2 separate regions of the Mus musculus genome follow, and region 2 is linked to region 1. Evidence: chromatin contacts called from public HiChIP or PLAC-seq data. All regions are on one chromosome and are shown on one strand. The core of a region is the stretch at or near the end of the contact, and the rest is flanking DNA. Distances in the headings are between cores, read along the strand shown.

Region 1 (4,220 bases), core at 867-3,366:
GGCTTTTCCAGCAGCAGCAATATAATTCTGATGTAGTTACTAATAGCACAAGCACAATACTTTGACCAGTAACACTCACAATGGTTCATAACAATTAAGCCCAAAGGCCACAGTGATTTTTTTCTTTTTAGAGCTAAGTTTGCTTCAGATTTTTAAGGTCAATAAATACTGCTTCTTTTCACCCAAAATCTAACGAGAACTCCGTCTGGCGTGGACGTCACATCATGTGCACTCATCAGGCGGCTTCTGCTTCGTCTCCAGCTTTTTACTAGGGAGAAAAGCACACAAGATACTGAGTGACGTCTTCTAGCTACAACCGGAGCAGTTATGCAAGTAAGAGACTCAGTGACACACCTCACCTGCTAAATAAAAGGGCTATGTTACTATAACAATATTAACATATTAGCCCTCATATAGCTCGCCCCTGGTTATACTGTTCACATTTCTGTGCACTGTTAGCAGTTGCACTGACTCTTCCTGCACTGACAGGAACAAAAAAGACAAATTTCTCAAGAGGAGTTGTGGCAGCTCCAAACGGAGCAAGATGCTTCTGAAGGAAGCAGCTTCGGGCAAAGTCCTTCCCTTCAGGGGGCGGAGGTCTTGTGGAGGCATTTCAGTTTCATCACTATAAAGAAGTAGACCACTTTCATGGAGACTCTCTCACTCCATGGCTGGGTCTAAATTTCAAACTGGGCTAATTATAGTTTTCAAACTATAAGAGCCAAGTGAGCCAAGGCGTTTTGTGCTTCTGATCCGCCATGGCTGTCATCATCACTGGCTATCATGCTGACCATGTATCTAACAGAATCTTGGGATACAACAAGTTAAATTATTACTAAAAATCAAGGGCCAACATACAGATGTTGCTTTCTTAGAATCTACAGTGGACACGGATAGCGAGTGGGTGACAGACAGAGGGATTGACCATTTGAGCGGCACAGTTGACTCTGGACTTAAACCTCCTGGGACCCCTCTAACCAGAGAGGCCAGAGCACTGGACTATCCTTAGAAACAAGATATAGCCTTGAGACAATGGCAGCAGGTTAGGTCAACTCACCACCTCTGAGAAAAGCAATTGCTGACACACTGTGGCAGGCAAGAGCAGAGGCTAGCCCACTGGCCTTCCCGGGGAGGCAAACACTTGTGTTTTCCAAAACAGGCCTTACTTTAAGTATGTGTTTATGTTATTTTTTTTCCGTCTGAGAAAAAATTTACATCCAAGGTTGGGAAAAATTCTGTTGTTAGTTCAGGTTTTCTGATTTTAAATTTGTTAAGTGCAATTACACAGATAAACTCCTGTGATGTGCAGAAGCGCAGAAAGTGAAACTCATGAGAGCAACTGGTTTAAGTGTAAAATGCAACAGACACAACATGCTAAAATACTATAGTAACAGGAGGAGTCAGAAAGTCATTTCTGTTATCATGTCACACTTCTGGCCCAATTAGGGACGGATAAGAGAGGGAAAGAGAAGAGTGGAGGTTCAAATAAATGCAGGTACAAATCATACAGAGACCCTAAAACCTGCAGAGCACAGAGAGGAGAAGAAAGGTTAGGACAACACAACAGACAGAAGGGGAGGGTGCATGGTGGTGGCACAGGAGGAAGAAAGAAAGGGAAGGGTGACAGGCCACAGCTGGGAATCAGTGATGACTCCGCAGGTGCAGAAGATGGAGGCTGAGCTTTGAAAAGTAAACAGAGAAGCAGGAGAAACTCCAGAGCGGAAGCCCTGAGAGAAGCTGAGAGAAAGCTGAAGCAGCAGCGACAGTCTCTGAGGGAAACGACTCAGACCGTCAGGAGGAAGGAACAGTGCAAGAAACATACAGGCTGCCTGTTAGCGGGAGGCAGGGTTAGGATGAAAGGGACAGAGGGACAGTCATGGAAGCCCCATTCTCTCAAGAAACACAAGCCCAAGTCCAAACCCCTCCGCTGAGGTCTGTTCATACAGAGTAGGCCTACAGCTAACACAGGACAGAGGCCGTAGACAGAGAGAAAGGGGGATCTATACAGCAAGATCATGAAAGTGAATATGAAACCTGATGTGTGTGTAGAGCAGCGACACTGAGTGGCAGGCCAGGCCTTATGTCAGAAGGAACTGGACCCGGTACGGGTTAGGCTCTGTGCTGAGCTCCCACGCAGGAAATGCCAGCATGCAGTGGCGGCCTGCGAGCACTGCAAGAACTTGCTATCCAGGCAGAGCTCTCAACACGGAAGAGGAGAACACCCCGCTTAGGGAACTGGGTGTTAGGAGACCTTGAGCCTCGGGCTCTTGTGTAGAAAGAATAGATCATGTTAGAACTTTTGAAATTATGTTCATTTTGAAGAGAATACTGAAGTAGTGTGAAAACGTTGAGTAGAAAAAAAAATCAGGAAATAAATAGATACAAAGGAAAAATTCTCAGCACAGCCTCAGCACCCAGACAGTGAGCCCACACCTGCTGATGCTGCTGTTCAGGGGCGCGTGCTGAGCCTCAGCATCCAGACAGTGAGCCCACACCTGCTGATGCTGCTGTTCAGGGCCACACGCACTGACTATTTATACCTACCTTCTAGATTTATCAATCGCATCTTTCCACTCATATGCAATATGCCAAAAACATGACAAAAACTGTGTCCAATGAATAATGAGTACCTGACAATTGATTATTTAAGTGTTTCACAATTTTATCAAAAGATGGCTTAGTCGGCCATCACTGCAAAGAGAGGCCCATTGGACACGCAAACTGTATATGCCCCAGTACAGGGGAACGCCAGGGCCAAAAACATGGGAATGGGTGGGTAGGGAAGTGGTGGGGGGAGGGTGTGGGGGACTTTTGGGATAGCATTGGAAATGTAATTGAGGAAAATATGTAATAAAAAATATAAAAAAAAGAAATAAAGATAAAACCTGAAAGTGAAAAAAAAAGTGTTTCACAATTTAATAAATTCCTTTTAGAAGAGCATCCACTGAAACAACAGTCTCAATTGTGCTGCGCAGGTGGGCTTAACCATCAACCTCCCACTAAGAGGCAAACAGCTGAGCCAGCATATTGAGTCAGAGATAATTTAACCAATGCTTTCCTCATAAAGACTGAATTAAAATTTTCTCTTAGACATCCACTTGAAGACACAGTCTTTTAACTGACTCTCTCCCTTGTCCTCAAATATTTCCCTGCTGTCTAGTAAGGGACATATTTAGTTTTGAGATGGAGTTTCCCTAGTTGGCCCAGAACAGCTTTGAACCCCTTGCTCTCACCACTCTTCCAGCTTCGAACATGAGCAACTGGGGTGACAGTCTTCATCACACATAGCTATGTAAGAATTGTGAGAACCGTACACTCACATGCTCTCTTTCATGAAAATAAAAACAAACTTACTAGCAAGCTTGCATCCATGAAGAGCGACTGGACTGTACACAGGGACATACATCTATGAGTGTAACCCACTTCCTTGTGTTCTCATAAAAATTATATTTCCTATATTTTGAAACTTGCTGTCATTTTTGTGATAAAAAATGATGTTTCTTTCTCTGATGATCTCTTGGAGCTTTCTATACGCTACACGTACAAAATCATTAGGAAAATTCTATATGCTACAGGTACAAAATCATTAGGAAAATTCTATACGCTACAGGTACAAATCCTTTAGGTAACATTCTTTTCTAGCCCAGCTGCTATTTAAAAACTTTATTGGTCTTTTTTAAAAAACAAATTTATTTTTATTTTATGGGTATGAGTATTTTGCCTGTATGCATGTACATACGTATGTGCGTACGTACATATGCATGCATGTACACCACGTAGTATCCAAGGAGGACAGAAGAAGGCACTGATCCTGCCACTGGAGTTGCTGACAGCTGTACGCTGCAGTGCCTGCTGGGAACAGGCAGCAGGGGCTCTAACTGCTGAGCCATTTTGCCTGCACCACTTTTAACGTTTCCAGTCCATAAATCTAAACATCTGTACCAAAATGGTTCCTAGCTGGACACAGTGACATGTAGCCACAGTCTTAGGTTCTCAGAAGCGAAGGCAGAACTGCTTGAGCCTGAGTCTGTGGCCAGTCTAGGAAACAAGAGCTGCCTGTCCCCTAAGAAACAAGCCATCACGATGACACAGCGAAAACAATCAAAAACCTAGAGGAAAACCTAAAATGTTTTCTAATTCTTATATCATGATCGTATACAAAGCCATCCCCAGGATTATTTAATTATTCGTCTATGTCTTTCTATACAAGTAGATTAACT
Region 2 (4,220 bases), core at 1,149-3,648, 240 kb before region 1:
GGGCGACCGACCTGGTTTTAATCCTCAGGATCCACATAAGAAGCCAAGCCAGGGAGGGGGAAGGCAGACCCTAGCTCAGCGGTCAGGCAGCCCCTGCATCTGAGTGAGACCATGTTCCAAAACACAAGGTGGGCGAGTAACTCCTGAGATGACACCAAAGACTGACCTTTGGCCTCCATATGTGCATATGCACAGAAAAAAAAAAAAAAAACCAAACTCACATATCTGAACAAAACCACATTTTATTTATTAATACTATTATTGATCTGACCAAAAAGTTTGCTTGTTAGGCCAAAATTATAATAGCCTGAAAACTAAAGCCTTTCCTACATTACAGGAAGAAGTTTAAATCCTCACCCACATCCACCCAGGAAAGCCATCTATACAAGTACACTGCTGCTCTTCAGCACTCTATCGTGGGCGTTTATCTCATTTTCACTCCAGATTTCTCTAAGATCCCCATGAATTTCCTACTTTGAGTACCTAACACTTGACACTCATCTAACATCACGACTACTCTAAGAATTGTGTGTGAGCAGACTGCTTTCAAAACTAAAGCGAGCTTGGGGCTGACAGCACGGAGCTGCAGGATCTGAGGTCTCTGCCAAGCACCTACCACCCACCCGGTAGCTCACAACCATTTCCCTGAGGGGGTAAAAAAAAAATCTCTGTATATGTTTTGAGTATATTAAAGAACATACTTTAGAGTGCTAAAAAATGGGCAAGTAGTGGAAAGTTAGCAGATAATTCATCTAAACTACAAATCTCTGAGTTAGTCAGTTGGGCAAAGCGAGTGCCTCAGTTCACTAAAGGGGATTCTGAGAACCAAGAGCGGTTGCCTCAGCTTGGGCATTTTCCACCTGTGAGATGCTGTGCTCGCAAGATCACAGGGGAGCTTGCTTCTCCCAGAAGCCTGTGAGGCAGATTCCGACCTCTCCAGTAAATGGTACAGAAGCAATGCTAACGCACAGCAAACCGCTCCAGGTACCACCGTTTTCAGGCACTCTGACAGCTGGTGTCATGACTGCCCAAGAAGTGCCACATATCTGTCCCCGCACCTGGCAGCTCACTCACAGGTACAACTTCCATACAAATTAACACTCATCAGTGTGAAATGAAACCCTTTACTAAAGAGCCTCAGCAATGCTATTAGGACTCAAAATTCTATGTAAAATCAGTTTAATAAACATCTTACAACAGCCACCCCTTTCATCTCTCAGCGTCACAACAGAATCATACCTGTCACGAAATAACTGAGACTGCACAACAAACAACTTAAATTCAGGTGTATTTGGTTAAATAAAATCACCAGACACCGCCTCAGTGGGCTACTACAAAGCTCTTCAAGGGGGCTAGAGACATGGGCTCAGGGGTAAAGCACACATACAGCCCTCTCAGGTCTGAGTTCAGGTCCCGGCAGCCTCTTCAGGAAGGTAGCTCACACCTGCCTATAACTCCAATCAGAGGATATGATGTTCTTTCTGGCCTCTATAAGTTGCATTCACACATGTGTGTGCATGCAAGCACACATACATAATTAAAAATACAATCTTAGAAATAAGGTTTTAAGGAAGCTAGCTAGAGTGGCACATGGCTGCAACTGCAGCATTTGTGAGGCAGACGCAGGAGGAGTGAGCAAACATCCCAGGCTTCCCACCCTTTGGGTTTTGAGAGCCCGAGCTCTGACTTTCTCTGTAACCCTGACGCTGGCATACTTCTCTCTGAAGTCTTTCTAGAAAGGAATAGAAGTAGTGAAACCTGGTTTCACTGAATTGATCTCTCCTCTCCCTCCACTGTGTTCCTCACTAAAATATTCAGTAGTAAGTAGCATGTATTCAAAGACTGAAAGACTTATCATTGCCATAGAATGAAATAATTGTATGTAAATATATCTAATTTTAATCCTGATAATTTTAAAAACAAAGTTACTAGGATTAAAAGGAAGTTCTATGTAATATTCAAGTAACTTATATGCTTTAAATAAAAAAGCTTTAAGAATCTAAAGTAAATTATTTTTAAATTAAGCAATTCATGCTTCAATTTTTCCAGTGTAGGTGTATATATGAAGAGACTCTGAGAACATTACGGAGTACTTAAGCTTCTTCACTGAATTCAACCACTTCCTCTGAAAAAACTCCCACATAACAGTAAGCACAAAGCCAATTCATTCTCAGTTATCTTTACAAGATGTATACATTCTTCTTATTGTTTGAATAAAAATACTCAGTAAAGGATCAATTAGTGAAAACTTTCCAAGAAAATACATTTATAATGGAAAATTAGAGAAGTTACTTACTTATGCCTATTTTAACAGCCTAGAAAACCAGAACTGACTGCAGTAAAATGAAATCTATTTTAGTGCATTACTACTGCAAGGTCACATAAACTGAGTAGCAGTCAGACTCTCATCTTAACCCTTCATTGTAAAGTCTTCAGACCAATCACAGGACACTTCCAGGATGCCATGAGAGAGGAGAGAGGCTGCAGCTCCTACCAGCAGCCCATCCCCACCACTCCCTCGCTTCCACTCTGAAGCCTGAGGGATCGAAGCACAAGGAGGAGCAAGGGATCTTAGACAGGAGCTTGGCACTCGTAGGAAATAACTCAGCCATGGTCTAAGGATACTTTTAAACAACACCATCTCCGCAGTCACACCTGGTACAGATACACAACACGGGGTCTGCATGATAAAGCCACTATTGAGACATGATTTTTTGGGGGGAGGGAGGGGGGGACGAGGTCCCTCTCTGTATAGTCCTGGCTTGTCCTGGATGGAACTCACTATAGACCAGGCTAGCTTAGAATTCAGAGATGAGCCTGCCTCTGCTCTCCAGAGTGCTGTGATTAAAGGTGTGAGCCACCCCAGAGGTGACAAGGTGAGCACATCAGAGAACTGACGGGTTGTGCTGACTTAAATCTTCTCTCATACACTCATTTAACAACTCACTCATACGAACTGTATGGGTGACCCATTCTTAGGCTATGTGCATTTTCTACCAGCATGTTTTAACATATATGTTAACAGAGTTATCAAAATTAAGAAAGATAACATTTAATACACTATTTTAGAAATAACACGAATTACTATTAAAGGTAAGAGGTTTAAGCTATGTCTCAAAGAAAGAAAATGAAGTATTTATAAAACTGTGCTGAGCCTGAATCCAGAGTAGAATATAGCAAGGTCAAGAATACAAGACGGCCTGAGTTTGGCCTTGCACACTCCCCGTTACTCTTCAGTGATGCTGTAGAGTATGAACTTCCAGCAGCTGGACGGATGGTTCAGCAGTTAAGTGTGTCTCCTGCTCCTGCATGGACGTGAGTTCTGTTCTGAGGACACACACTGGATAAACCACCTGTAACTTCAGCTCCAGGGGATTTTGATGCCATCTGCTGGCTCCCGTGGAAGCTGTGTTCATGTGTACATACAACCCCACACACATACAGAATTTTTTTTTTTTTTTTTTTTTTTGTTTTTTTTTTTTGGTTTTTTTGAGATAGGGTTTCTCTGTGTAGCCCTGGCTGTCCTGGAACTCACTCTGTAGACCAGGCTGGCCTCGAACTCAGAAATCCGCCTGCCTCTGCCTCCCGAGTGTTGGTATTAAAGGCGTCCACCACCACGCCCGGCTTCAGAATTTAAAATATGAACTAAATATATTTTTTTAAACTAAATGATTTCCCTCTTCCTCAAATAAAAAATATTCAAACGGGGCTGAGACATGGAGATACTCTAAGAAAAATAAAGAAAACTTAACAGCAGACAAAGAATGCAGAATATGAATGAGAAAATACTTTTTGATCTAATTTATTTTCACTTTATGTACATTGGTGATCTGACTGCATGTATTTCTGTGCAAGGGTGTCACATCCCCTGGAACAGGAGTTACAGACAGTTGTGAGCTGACATGTGGGTGCTGGGAATTGAGCCCAAGTCCTCTGGAAGAGCAGCCAGTGCTCTTAATCGCTGAGCTCTCTCTCCAACCACCAGAAAATAATTTTATATTTTAGCATGAACAATAGTAAAGATACTATAGCTAAGAAGAACTTAAAGGATAAAAGATTTTTAGAACTAGAGTAAGGGGGCTGGAGAAATGTCTCAGCAGCTAAAGAACACTTTTTGTTCCTCTAGAGGACCTAGATCTGGTTCCCAGCATCCACATGGTGGCTTGTTCGAGATCTGATGGTTCCCCGACCTCAGCAAGGAACCAGGCACCCCACACATA

What was found. HiChIP or PLAC-seq counts read pairs in DNA pulled down with a chosen protein or histone mark.
Region 2: an H3K27ac HiChIP or PLAC-seq map of double positive thymocytes shows a contact between it and region 1, with 3 times the contacts expected there. The contact joins two enhancer-like sites. A contact is called at or near these places in 1 of 484 Hi-C or Micro-C datasets (cortical neurons) and 2 of 115 datasets of contacts at active chromatin or transcription factors (bone marrow-derived macrophages and double positive thymocytes).

Annotation. Positions count from the first base shown.
Region 1 is chr10:21,075,132-21,079,351 of GRCm38.p6, reverse strand. Ahi1 (Abelson helper integration site 1) reads right to left here. Exons shown (of 24, transcript NM_026203.3): 24 at 1-268. The coding sequence ends at 266. Among named protein-coding and RNA genes, the nearest start is that of Gm20149, 33 kb to the right of the region's middle. Within about 2 kb of position 2,116, at least 124 of the 459 cell types and tissues checked have an H3K27ac peak or open chromatin away from gene starts, as enhancers often do. A contact at or near this core is called in double positive thymocytes, where this site is marked.
Region 2 is chr10:21,317,104-21,321,323 of GRCm38.p6, reverse strand. All of the region lies in intron 4 of Hbs1l (Hbs1-like (S. cerevisiae)), which reads right to left. It overlaps 4930455C13Rik (RIKEN cDNA 4930455C13 gene), which reads left to right. Exons shown (of 4, transcript NR_045352.1): 4 at 2,050-2,236. Among named protein-coding and RNA genes, the nearest start is that of 4930455C13Rik, 23 kb to the left of the region's middle. Within about 2 kb of position 2,398, at least 16 of the 459 cell types and tissues checked have an H3K27ac peak or open chromatin away from gene starts, as enhancers often do. A contact at or near this core is called in double positive thymocytes, where this site is marked.